2 separate regions of the Sus scrofa genome follow, and region 1 is linked to region 2. A link is a contact called in public HiChIP or PLAC-seq data. All regions are on one chromosome and are shown on one strand. The core of a region is the stretch at or near the end of the contact, and the rest is flanking DNA. Distances in the headings are between cores, read along the strand shown.

Region 1 (6,441 bases), core at 3,751-6,250, 330 kb after region 2:
AGGTCCTGCGGGCAGGCCAAGGTGGTCAGAGGGAGCCCGCCCGACAGCCCGGTGGTGGCCCCCCCTCAGGAGACATGGCCCTGGGGGCCCAGCCGCCCCCACACCTGGCTGCTGGGGACTGAGTAGGCCGGGTTGGCCTCCACCAGGGAGGCGAAGGTCTCCAGGAACAGGTCGCCCAGGCTCTGGCGGATGACCACGTTGGCTGCGCTGCGGATGGGTGCCCGGAGCTTCTCGCACAGCTCACCGTACTCCGTGGAGTTCAGCCTGCACGAGGTGGGCGCTGCTGGGCTGTCCACCCCCCGCCAGGGCGGGGTGTGGCTCCCCTGCGGCCTGGCCAGGACCCCGGAGCTGGCAGCAGGGAGGCCGAGGCTGCGCCCACGTGACCAGGGCACCCACAACCACACAGAATGTGACGGCTTAGCACTGCCCAGCTGCCAGAGGAAGGCCAGCCAGCGAAGACGGCCATGGGGACAGAGCCCACAGAGCTGGCGCTGCCCACTGGCCCCACGGGACGGGGACAGGGCGGGCAGAAAGACTGCAGCAGAGGCAGAGGGGCTCATCCTCAGCCGGTCCAGGCCCAGGGTGTGTCCTGGGGGACGGCAGGCCAGACGCAGCCTGAACTAGATGGGAGAACCTCGGCTCAGGCCCGGGTGCCCCCCAACATCGCCGGCGTGCTCCCCCCAAGAAGCGGTAGAAGGCGGCTCAAAGGAGGGGATGAAGAAAGAGGAAGCGGGGAGTACCTGGGGGGCGGGCTAGGGACGGGCAGTGGGGGCCTGAGGGAGGGTCACTGGGGAGGGGCAGCCGGAGGCACCAGCCACCCTCACCACCCCTGGGGCAGCACCAAGACCAGACCCTGGGTGCTGGCCGAGCGTCTGGAGCCCAGCAACCCCGGCCTCCAGCCCGCCCCGGCCACAGGCAAGCCTACCGGATGTCGAAGGCCGGCACGGCAGGGCTGGCACTGGCCACGCGGATGGTTAGGAGCTGCACGGGCAGGTTCGAGTCTGGCGAGAGATCATGCTGCTGGGACTGCGTCACGGTCAGGTGCACGTCCTGCTGCTGGGCCACGTGCACGCGGTACGTGGTCACCTTCATCACCCACGTGTCCGTCACAATCACACGGGCGCCTGGCGCCCCGGTGGCAAACTTGTCAATCCGCCGGAACTCGGTGTTCACGGAGGAAGCGACGGCCCGCCAGCCCGACTGCGGGGGGGCGTAGAGGGCCAGGGCGCGGGCCAGCGGGTGGTGGGCCCAGCGGTCGCGGGACCAGTGGTAGATCAGGGCGCAGGCAGCGGTGGGCAGCGTCAGCGCCAGCAGGAGGAAGAGCCGCCAGGTCTCCGGGGCCTGGCTCGGGGAGTAGAGCCGCTTTTCTGAAGCTGCGAAGCACATGCCCACGTAGTAGCCTGAAGGGGACAGGGCGAGCCGGGCCGTCAGCCTCCCCAGCGGGGGCCCGCCAAGGACCGCCGTGCTGTCCCTGTCCCTCCAGAGCTGGCGTGGGGGGTTGGGGGCACTTCCTCTCGTCCCCAGCCCTGGGCCTGGACCTCTGCCCTGGCGGCTCCCAGGGCAGGTGGGCCTCACCGGCCTCCACAGCAGGCCCAAGCCCGCCCTTGTCCTGTCCGCGGGAAACATTTTTGTTTTTCTTTTTTTTTTTCTCTTTCAACAAGAAAACATTTCTGTTTTTCTTTTTCAGCCGCCTGAAAGAAGCTCCTGGGCCGGGGATTGAATCTGAGCCAAAGCTGCAACCTACACCACCACTGCAGCAACACCAGCCAGACACTTAACCCACTGCGCTGGACCAGGGATCAAACCGGCGCCTCCACAGAGACAAGCCAGAGCATTAACCCCACAGCACCACAGCGGGAATTCCAGAAAACATCTTCAACTTACTGTTCTAGCTTTGTACAAGTAACAGCTGAGTACCAGGGGGCAAAAAACAAGAAAAACCTAGAAAAGCAAAAACAAATGCAAGGACCTGGTGTCGCCCAATGCGGGGCTGCCCAGTGGCCCTCCGAGGGCTGGATCTTGGCCTCTGGACCTCACCTGCTCTGAGGAGGCAGATCAGAGCCTGGCACATCCCAGAACTGGGACGTCATGTGTCAGACAGCAAGCAAAGAATGACAGAGGCTTGTCCCAAGGGCCGAGGAGCCAGCTCCAGGGCCCCCGCTAGCCAGCGGCAGGCCAATTTGCACGGTGAAATGAACAATGTAGACAGTGACCCGCAAACAAGTTTGAAACAGCAAAAAGAACGGCAGATGCTATCAAGTCAGTACACATACCCGGCTGCACATGCCAGCTCCAAGGTCAGGCACTGAATCCGAGCCACAGCTGTGACCTAAATCACAGCTGTGGCAAGAATAGATACTTAGCCCACTGTGCCACAGCTAAACCCCAAGTTGACACATTTTAAGCAACTCATTGTGTGTGTGTGTTACTATTGTAGCTCAGCCACAATCCATAAGGATGCGTGTTTGATCCTTGGCCTCGCTCAGTGGGTTAAGGGTCCAGCGTTGCCATGAGCTGCAGTGTAGGTTGCAGACACAGCTTGGATCTGGCATTGCTGTGGCCATGGTGTAGGCCAACAGCTGTAGCTCCAATTGACCCCTAGCCTGGGAACTTCCATGTGCCGCAGGTGCGGCCCTAAAAAGCCAAAAAATAATAAGTTAAAAAAAAAAAGACGAGATTTCCACAGGCCACAGATGCCACTGCCAAACAAAACAAAACAAAACACGTTCCTTGTCGGAGCACAAGGCCAAACTCCACTTCCTCCCCATGTGGCCCCATGAGTCACTCAGCCCACCTTTCTGTCCCCCTCCATCCTGGGATGGTGGTGACCCCACACACACACAGGCTGTTGGGAAGGTGCAGATGGAGGCTCCATAAAGCTGCAGAGATCCTTAGTTCCCAGGGCACAACCCCCAGGAGAACCCAAACTCTGAGCCATGCCTTTCTCCCGGAAACCGGTGAACGGGCACCCCTGCCCCGCAGGGAAGCTAGGTGGAGCGACCAGCTCCCCACCCTGGCCCTGCCTCTATCCTGGCATGGGCTGTCTTTTGCCCGCCTTCCCCACGGGGCAGGCAGCCCCCAGGCACAGGCCCACCTCGTCAGACCAGCCCAGCCCTTCCCAGCCACTTTCCACTGGCCCAGGCTGTATCTCCCTGATGCCAGCTGGAAACCCCTCCCATGTCCACCATGGCAGCTCCAGACAGGGCTGGCCACCGCCACCCGCCCTCCCCCACTTACGTGTGAGCCCAAGTTCTCCAGAGATTCCGCGCTTAGGACCCCACTCTCCAACCAGTCAGCCTCCCAGAGGCCAGTTAGCACCTGGCTCACCTGCCCAGCACAGCCCCTGGCAACACCTGAGCTTCCTGGCCGCACACACGCCTCTCCCCGCCCCGCACCTGAGACGCTCTCAACTGCAGTCGCCCTCCCTGCCTGCCCTTCCTGCACCCCTCTTCCAAGGACTGGGGCCGGCCACCTCTGTTGGCATCATGCCCCTTTCCTGGGAGCTGCCCCTAGGTGACAGCTCCCCACCTGCCCCAGTGACCAGAGCATCCTCTCCCCCAGGGTTCTGCTGCCCGCAAGAGGCAGCTGCGACCAGCACCCTCCTCCTCGCACGGGGCGCTTAGCCCACGGCCTCGGCTCTGCGGCCCGCGCGCGCTCCCCCGTCTCTTCCCCCCTGGGGTCCGGGAGATGGGCCTCCAGCGCCCCCCCCCCGCCCCCAGCTCCGCCGCGCGCCCCGCGAGCTCACCGAGCGGCAGCAGCGAGTGGCACAGCAGCGTGGCGGCCGTGCGGCGCAGGTGGTAGGGCACGAAGGCGGCGTCCTCGCTGCCCAGCCAGCCCGACAGCAGGTTCTGCACCGTGAGCCCGGCCGAGTGGAACTCGGTGGGGGTGAACACGAAGCATACGGCGAACACCAGGTAGGCCAGCGTGAAGGTGACCTCGGGGCTGTCCATCGCGCCGCCGTAGCCGCCGGGAAGCCGTCCGGGCGAGGCCCCCCGCCCCGGGGCGCAAAACAGGCCTCAGCGTCCGCGTCCGGTAGGCGCCGGGGCCGCGCGGGGCGCCCTGGGACGTGTAGTCCCCACCCTCAGGCCGCTCGCGGGGCGCTCTGGGAAATGAAGTTCCAGGACCCCGCTCGCGGCCAGACGTCCTGAGCCGCCGCGGCAGTCCTCGCGAGGGTTTGGAGCCTCCCCACGACCCGCCCTGAGGGCGGCGCTGAACTTGGCTCCATTCCACAGCTGGGAATACAGACTCGGGCGAGCAGCTCTCAGGCCCTGGGCCTTTCCGCGCAGCCCAGGCGCGTCTGCGCAGAGCCCGAGATTCCTGGGCGACGGCGGGCCCCGCACTCACCGCCCGCTCTCGAGCCGCGTTTCACCTTCGTCTGCTGGACGAGCCTGGGCTACCGAGAATTCCAGGGGCCGCCCTGCCTAGCGTGCCGCCTCGCCCGGAAGCGGAAGCCGCCTCTTGGGCGCAGCCTCCCATTGGCCTTCGACGCCCTGTGTCCCGCCCCGGCCACGCGCTGATTGGCCGTACGCGCCAACCGTCGATATTTGAATCGGCGGCGGGCAGCCGGGCTCCCGGACACGGCGCCTCCCGCTCCTTCGGTTCCGCGCAGCGGCCGGCAGGTAAGACGGCGACCGGGTCCGGGCTCGGGGCTCCGTTCCTGCCTCTTCTGGCCTGTCCTCGGGCCTTAGCCTGTCGCAGTGGCGGCCTGGACACGGATCTCTGACTCCTCCCGCGGCGCCGCGGTGCCCACAGTCGGCTCTCCTCGCCCCCCCCACCTCGGGGCGCCCCCTTCCCCGGGGTCCCATCTCGCCCGCACTCATCCAGCCGGCCCGGCCGCAGCTGGCAGCGGAGCCGGTGGGCTCTCGGCCCTGCCTCCCGAGGACGCCTAGTGGCCCCTATATCGCCCTCCACGAGGACCCTCCGGCCGGTCGCACCGGTCTTCCCTCTCCCCGGTGACCTCGCCCAGCCCCCGGCCCCCTGTGGCGGTGACCCGCACTGGCACTCCGCCCCTGACCAGCCTCCGCCTTGCTGCCCGGCCCCTCCTCCCGGCGCAGCCCCACCTGTGAGTCATCACCGACCCCGCGGCACCTGCAGCAGAAACCTGGGCTCCAGCGCTGATTCTCAAGAGCCTGCCGGCAGGCCCTCGACGCCAGTCCTCCTCCGCGCTGGCCTCGCCCCTTCTGCTCAGGAGCCGCCTCCCTGGCCCCCCGTCATTAGTAGGAGCCAAACCCGTAGAGGCTGCCATTGTCGCACCCCCACCTTCCCCAGGTGAAGGGATCCCACAGAAAGGGTGCTCTAAGTCTCCCTCCTGTGGCCCAGGGCCCTCCGGCCCCTCCCCGTTTCACCCCGTCCCCCAGGCCAAACCCAGTAGTCCCCCTTGACTTAGGCTTCCCTTTCCCACCTCCCCACGCCGCGTGTGGGCCTGCTGGCCAAGCCAGGGCTGACCGCTCCCCCCTGGCCACAGACAAGAGCCTCTGGCTCCCTGCTTCCCTCCTCCCGCTCCCTGCTCCACACGCAGCACCCAACCCCACACCCTCCAGGCGGCTCATCCCCCTGACCTCACCTCGTTCCAGGGCACCCGTGTTCCTTAGGCCCCAGCCGTTTTGCTCTTGCAGCTGAGGTCCCCGGGGCCCCCACCCCCAGCAGGTACCTGTGCTGCCCAGTTTTCTGGTGACTCCTAAGTTGGGAATGCCGGGTAGGTGACCATGATGAATTTGGGAAGGAGGAGTAGGACTATTCTAGAACCTCGTGGACCCGACCGGAGGCCCCTGGTGTGTTTCTAGTCTCCAGACCCTGGTGTAGAAGCACCTCAACTCCCCACAGGTGATCCTGCACGTGCCGCTTGTTACCATCCCTGCTCCTCCTCTGAGCCTTGGCCCTCCTGGCGCCCCCGTCGGTGGGCAGAGAGCCAGCTGCCCTGCCCTTCTGCTTTTCTGCCCTCCTCCATCTCGGCTGCCTGCTCCAGCCCCAGTGCCAAGGCCTCTGCCAGTTTTGTCACAGATCAGCCCTTATCTGTCTCCCAACTTTTACCCACAAAGTTCCAGTTATTTCGAGGACCTGTTCTTCCTTCTTGCCCTGTGGGCTGAGAGCCCTCCTAGCTCTTTCTCCCGGGAGGGGCAGCTCCCCCCAGAACGGGATAAGGACACGCTCTGGCAGAGGACATGCTGCCTGCGGTGTCTCACACACACACACACACGCCCGTGCAGGAAGGGGACGTCCACCCTGCGGCACCGTGGGGTCAGCTCGCTTGTCTTCACATATGTGCGTCTAGACAACAGGGTGTCCCCGCCCTCCTCTTGACTCACAACTCTCTGCTTTCCCAGAATGAGTCTGCACGTCTTCAGTGATGAAAATGTCACTGGTGACAGAAGTACAGAAAATTGCGACTTCCTGTTTTCACCACTGGAACTTACCGGAAGATCATCTGTCCTCCGGCTGTCC
Region 2 (6,576 bases), core at 280-2,779:
ACAGGTGGGCACGACGCGGCGGAAGTGGCCGGATAGGGATGTAGACAGCGGCCAGCAAACCAACACCACCCCGGGGGGGCCCCCCACCCGGCCTTCCCCGGCCAGCCCCAGGCTCAGGGCCCCAGTGCTGCCGGGGGCACGGATGGTGCCTGCTCCTGTCACTTCTCAAAACAAGAGCGGCATAAGGTGCCTGGGGACAAACAGAAGCGGGTCACACCACTCTAGGTACTCAGGTGGAAACAGACAGGCTCAGAGAAGGAGGCGGGCGCCCTGCTGCCACCTCCGCCTGGTGAGCGGGAAGGGCGCCGCCTCGGCAGACGCAGCACTTCGGACGTTTCATAAGCCGGTGGGGATCGAAAGGGCGAGCAAAGCGTGAGGGAAGACACCGCGCCGCGGATTCGCGGAGGGCCGCTTCGGCTCCGCAGTCCGGCCACGAGCGACGCCGGGTCCCCGATCGGCGCGCCAGACCGCTCCGCAGGGCCCCACCAGCAAGGGCTGCGCCAGCCTGGCGGGGCCTGCACCCTGGGTGCGGGGGTCCCAGGGCCCCCGCGCCCCTTTGTGTCACCTGCGCAGGCGGGTCGGGCGGCGGCGCACGCGCACTCGCACGCAGCAGCACGCGCACGCGCGCGGCGCTCCCGGGCCCCGCCCCCGGCCGGAGGCGCGCCGGCGCCGGCGCGCACGCGCACTCGCACACAAAGCCGGGCCCGCGCCCGCCCCGCCCGCCCCCGCGGCCCCGCCCCGCCCCGCCCCCGCGGCCGGAAATGCGCGCGCGCGGCCTTACCGAGCGGCAGGCCCTTGTTGAGCAAGTGCGAGCTGCCCATTGAAAGGCGCGGGCGGCCGCGGGCTCCGACGAGTCCGGCGCGCTCCGCCGCGAGCCCGGCGCGTGGGGCGGCCTGGGCGCCGTCCGCTGCTCCACCCGCTCGCCTGCGCCGGGCGCCGCCGTGCCGAGCCGCCGCGCCGCGCCAGCAGCCGCTCCACCGGGCGGGGACAGGGCGCGCGCGCGGGCGGGGCTTCCGGCGCGGCGGCCTCCTGTTTCCAGGCGCGGGCGCCGCGCAGGACCACGCGGACGGCTGCAGGCCGCGCCCGCCCGCCCCGCCCGCCGCGCCCGCCGCGCCCGGCCTGCGGGCTCCCCCGCCCCCGCCGGCCGCGCCGCCCCGCACCCGCACATGCACCTGCCCAGCACATGCAGACTCACTTGCTGAGAAGCCCCAAGGCCCCGCCTGCCCGCACACGCACCTGCCCCGAACCCTCCAGATCCCACCTGCCCCCACGTTCACCAGCCCTGAACCTGCCAGGCCCCACCTGCTTGTAATCCACTGGGCCTTGACTGATGGGCTGAACTTGCTGTCATCCGCACCCTCGGGGCCGCACCGGTCTCGCACCTTCCTGCTGGCGGCTGGGCGAGCGAATGCGCTTCTGGGTACCGGTGGTTTGAATGTCCTTTGGACTCCTGGCGGCTGCAAGGTCGTGGGAGGCAGCGGCACAAACGCGGGAGGGTTTCTCTGGGAAACCCTGGCCTTGTGCTTGGGTTCCAGGGACCGAGGAGGGCGTGTCTGGGCGGAGCAGCCTGGACAGGAGTCCCCAGGACAGCTGCTCGAAGCCAAGGGCAGGGACTTGCCTAGGTCTGGGGTGGGGGTGGGGTCCCTGGGAAGCAGCCAGATGTGGCTGAAGCAGGTGTCAGGGTGAGCACCGCCTCAGCCCCAGAGAGAGCACCTGGGCTTAGTTCCAGAGTCCAGAGGGGACCTGCCACCCAAGGGTCATGGGGGCTTTCAGGGTGGGAGCTAACCAGGTCTCCCGGGTGAGGTTACGGGGGCAGGGCCCAGGAGACTCTGGAGACCTTTCTCCCCAGACCCACACTGTCCTGGGAGTTGCGTTGCTACGAGGTGGCCATGAGGATGGGCGGTATAACTCTCTTCCCAGGTAAAAAGATTTTTTTTTTTTTTTTAGGGCCACACCCAAAGCACATGGCAGTTCCCAGGCTACGAGTCAAATCAGAGCTGCAGCTGCCAGCCTGCACCACAGCCACAGCAACGCAAGATCCTAGCGGCATCTGTGACCTACACCGCAGCTTGATCGGAAGCCAGATCCTTAATCCACGGAGCGAGGCCAGGGATCAAACCTGCATCTTCATGGCTGTTAGTCGGGTTCTTAACCTACTGAGCCACAACGGGAACTCCAAAAATCACTTCCTTAAAAGGCAACAGCCGTGACCAGCACTCAAGTGTTGGTACAGTTGATGAAACATGATGGGCCATCCTGAAACCAACCCTGTTGTCTATACATCTTTAAAGTCCATAAATCAGAGAAGTGTGAGTGGACGCAAGAAAGCGTGACGAGAACTGGGTGTCTGTCTGTAAAACAGATGCTTGTAACCTCTCTGAAGATATGTTATGCCTCTATGAAAACACCTCCTAAACTGGATTAACTAGGACATGTGGGGAAATGAGAAAATAGGATGTGGTTGATCATTCAGCAAATCTCTTCGAGAACTTTCCTAATCGCAGACACCAAACGCGTCTTGGAGGGAAGATCAGAATTCCAGACCTGGCGCCTGTCTTGTGCACACACCCCGCCCGTTGTCTCACTCCGCGTGGTCCAGGGCAGGATCCCGGATGTGGTCTGGCCCGCCTCCGCCAGCTCTTCCTGTCCTGTCTTGGCACCTCCCGGCCTGAGACCCAAGGTGTCCCTTGATACCTGTTCTGGTACCATCCCGGGCCCTTGGCCTTCTTAACCCATAGAAATTGGAAAGTGGCCGACAGGTGAACTCCGGCAAGGCTTTCCTGGCGCCCCGGTTGCAGCACGGGCCGGGGTGGGCAGCAGACCACAGTTCCCTTGCTTGTTCGCCCACGGGGCCAGGGGGCGGGGGGGGGGGCGGGCTGACTCCTTACATGGGGTGTGGGTAGGGGTGGGTGCAGGGTTCAGGCCAGAGGGGCGGTTTAAGTGGCCTGCCCACGTCTTGGGTGGCACTGTGTGCGCAGGAGGCCCGCACGGTGCTCTGCTCTCCATCTCCTCTCGTCAGAAGTGGCGATGGGGCTTTTAGTCTTTTTGTATCTTCCTGCCCCTAATCCGCCCCACCTGCCTGCCCACAGGTATTTTTAGTCCCTTGTGGTTTCTTTGTATTTGTTGCGGGAGGAGATGTTTGCCCAGGTGCAAGCCTTGCAGCTTCTGCAGCAAAGGGTCCCGGGTCCCAGGTCCTGGCCTGCTCACTCCGTCCACCTCGCAGCCCCTGCCCAAGGTCACCCGTGTCCCTCAGTCCCTATGAGTGGCACAGTGAGTGGTAACATAAATCAGATTCCATCATCCCCTACGCTAAACCCTGTAGGGGAGTTCCTGTTGTGGCTCAGTGGTAACGAACCTGACTAGAATCCAAGAGGACGTGGCTTCGATCCCTGGCCCTTCTCAGTAGGTTAAGGAGCCAGCATTGCCGTGAGCTGTGGTGTAGGTTGCAGATGCAGCTCCGATTCGACCCCCAGCCTAGGAACCTCCATATGCCGCGGGTGCGGACCTGAAAACAAAACAAAACAAAAATAAACCCTTGTAGGGCTTGTCATTGCGCTGCAAGGGGTGTGGCAGCTTTTCCCCAGGCCTCCTGCTACCCTGCTACCCTTGCTTCCAGGAGCCCCTCCCTCCCACCCCCACAGGCCTTTGCACTTGCTGTCTGCAGGCCTTCCCCTATCTTCCGCCCCCGTTCTCCTCTGCCCTACCTGGCGTAGGGCTTGCCTTCCTGTCTGGGTTCCACTGTGCCGCCAGCCCCCTGAGGGCAGGCCTGCTCTGCCCCTCAGGCCCTGAGCGGGAGCCTGCTCCCCAGGCACCGGACAGGAGGGCCTGACGCGGCATTCCCACAGGCCTGGCCTCCTTGCTCCTCAGTCCTCAGGACTGGTCAGAGGCACCAAGGCCACGGATGCTCTCCGGGCCCCCTCCCTCCTCACCCTTCTGCACGTGGCCCCAAAGACCCCGAGTCGGCAGACGGGGTTGGGCGGCAGAGCAGGAGGCCCAGAGAAGCTCAGTCCTGGCCCCAGTACAGCCCCCAAGGTGGGGGGATGGCCCCGGGATGGGGGCTCCTGCCAGCTCGGCCGCCACTCCTGCTGAGGCCTCACCCAGGGAACTCGCTGCCCAGGGAGCGGGGGGCGGGGGATGGGAGGAAGCCTAGCCCTTGGCTCTTGGCAGGACCGCGTTTGGACCCAGGCCGTCCTGGCCCCTGGGCTCTGCCTCCCTGACTTGCCAATGTAGGGGGCGGCTCCCAGGCCTCCCCGCGGGTCACAGGGCTGCAGCCGGGCTTCTGAAGGATGGAGAGAAGTTTTCTAATGCAGGAAGTTAATATTTGACTTTCCTCTCCACAGACAAGAAAAGACCCTTTGTCTTTCGGTGATTCCGAAAAGTTGCATGATTTTACACCAAGGCCAGGGTGGGCCTCGGGGCGCTCCCATGGGTGGCGGGAGGCGCCCGCTCCCTGTGATCAGTGGTCTCCTACCCGCTGAGCTGCGGCCTTAGGCTCCAGCCTCCCTCCTAGTGGAGGGGCCCGACGGCTCCCCTGGGCACGCTTCCCAGTCTCGCAGCCACTCAGCCGCGGGCCTGAGGCTCTGTGCTGTCTTATGCCCGCGTGGGCTGAGCAGAGGGGAGGGCCCAGGGTGATGGATGCGGATGGTGTCGTGCCAGGGGAAGGGGCAGCCTGGCACAGGTCAGGGATGCAGAGCCGAGCCCGGGGGCGGGGGGAGGGACGAGGAGCTCGCAATGCCAAGGCTTGGGTTCTATTCCCAGCGCTGGATGGGGCGCTGCACTAGGCCGCCTGGGAGAGACCAGCCGCGGCTGCAGGTGGTGGGGCCTGGAGGCCTTGGGGTGGAACCTGAGGGTCAGGCTGCGTCTCCTCCGCAGGGAGACGAGGGCGGCAGGTCTACCAGGGAGCAGTCGCTGCCCAGCTTCTCCCTGCGTAGGAAGGGAGAGGGCGGCTGGGCGCTGAGTGTGCCCACGCTCCAAGGCAGGCTTTGGGCTCCAACAAGGGGGGCCGCCCAGGATTGGGCCGTCCCAGGCAGAAGGAAAGTTCCTTTCCAGGCTCCCTGTTCCTCACAATTTCCCTTCGTAGTGGCAGAGTCAGCGCCAAGGAATTGCATAGGTGCCACTCAGACCCGCGTCCCCCTGAGCCCTGCTCTCCTCTGCGCGGCCTCCCCGCTCCCCCTCCTCCCACCGCACGGCGCCCCCACCCTCAGGTGGGCAGACCCAATGGGGCGTTTGAAACCGAAATGGACAAATATCTACAATATCTGTCATCCAAAGACTGAGAGCTGCCATGAGCCTCTGTCGGACTCAGTGTTTCAGCCGTCAGATGAGAATAACGACAGGGACCTTCAAGGTGCTTGCAACTAAGTGCCGAAGCCCAGGGCGGTGGAGGGCTGCGGGGGCTGGAGGATGGGGGGACGCAGGGAGCCACCCCCCTTGTTCTTCCCCCTCCAGGTCCTGGGTTCCTAGAAGAGGGGAAATAAAAAGTCACCTGTTTGGCAGGCCCACTGGGACTGAGACAAGGCCTGCACCCGAAGGCGGCTTCTTCCCCGAACAGCGCCCCCTACCCCCACCCCCACCCCACCCCCCGCAGCCAGCCCCCCTGTGCCCAGCCCTCTGACCTCAGAAGGCTCTCCTAGTTAGCGCAGGGTCGTGACCTTGGCTATTCAGGGAGGAAATGCCCTGCCCAGAGTTCCTCTTGAGACAGGTGTTGATGGTGAGTTTAGTAAAACCAGGGAACTCGCTGGGTTTCAGATGAGTGTAATGGATTGAATCATGCCTGTTTTTATGTTGGGGTCCTTACGCCCAGCAGCCACGGTGCTGCAGCCTTGATCTTGAACGTCTGGCCTCCAGAACTGGGCGGCAACGAGCCTCTGTTCCTACGTAAGCTGCCCATTTGTGGTCCTTTGATATGGCGGCCCCAGAAAACCGGTACGGGGGGGGGGACGGCCACTGTTCCGAAGACAGGACCAGACGATGATCTTAGACATAAAGCCAAGGGGGCCTCTGGCATCACCCAGGATGGCAGAGCCCTCGAAACTCCTGCTGCGGAACGTGCAAAGACAAGGCGGAAGCAGCAGGCTTTCGGCGAGCCCCTGAGTTCACGAGCAAGTCAGGATGTTCCAGGAGACGGAGACGAGCAGAGTGAGAGTGGAGTGGCTGCACCCTGGGAGCGCTGGTCCCAGGATCCCAGGCTGTGAGTCTGACGGCCACGTTGGCCCTCGTGAGACAGGCGCCAGTAGAGCGGCCCCTTCGGGAGGAGCACAGACGAGGAGGCCCTGCACCTGGGCTGCTCCGACGCCGGCTCAGAGGTGCGGAGCTTTCTCAGGTTCCCCAGTCTGGGCCCCGTCACCCTTGCAGCAGACCAGCCGCAAAGAACGTGGGCCTGGGCCAGCCTCGCCCAGGGGCCTGGCACGGAAGCACATGGGTAGCCACGCTGGGGGGAACCTCTCCATCCTGCCCCGGCTGATTCCTGCCAGCAGAGACGAACTCACGTTCGCAAAGGTCAGGACACGCCGGGAGAGGGCCACCGCCGGGAGCCCCGGCTGCGAGCGGCTCTCCAGACAGCGCGTCAGGACACTA

Evidence for each region. HiChIP or PLAC-seq counts read pairs in DNA pulled down with a chosen protein or histone mark.
Region 1: an H3K27ac HiChIP or PLAC-seq map of alveolar macrophages shows a contact between it and region 2. The contact joins the promoter of TMEM129 here to the promoter of CTBP1 in region 2. A contact is called at or near these places in 1 of 47 Hi-C or Micro-C datasets (epiblast stem cells) and 1 of 2 datasets of contacts at active chromatin or transcription factors (alveolar macrophages).

Annotation. Positions count from the first base shown.
Region 1 is chr8:821,233-827,673 of Sscrofa11.1, forward strand. It overlaps TMEM129 (E3 ubiquitin-protein ligase TM129), which reads right to left and starts at 5,001. Exons shown (of 4, transcript XM_003128802.4): 1 at 3,746-5,001; 2 at 926-1,400; 3 at 105-264; 4 at 1-5. The coding sequence starts at 3,950. TACC3 (transforming acidic coiled-coil-containing protein 3) reads left to right here and starts at 4,201. Exons shown (of 16, transcript XM_003128804.5): 1 at 4,201-4,619; 2 at 6,324-6,441. The coding sequence starts at 6,325.
Region 2 is chr8:494,981-501,556 of Sscrofa11.1, forward strand. CTBP1 (C-terminal-binding protein 1) reads right to left here and starts at 1,530. Exons shown (of 10, transcript XM_021100867.1): 1 at 1,303-1,530.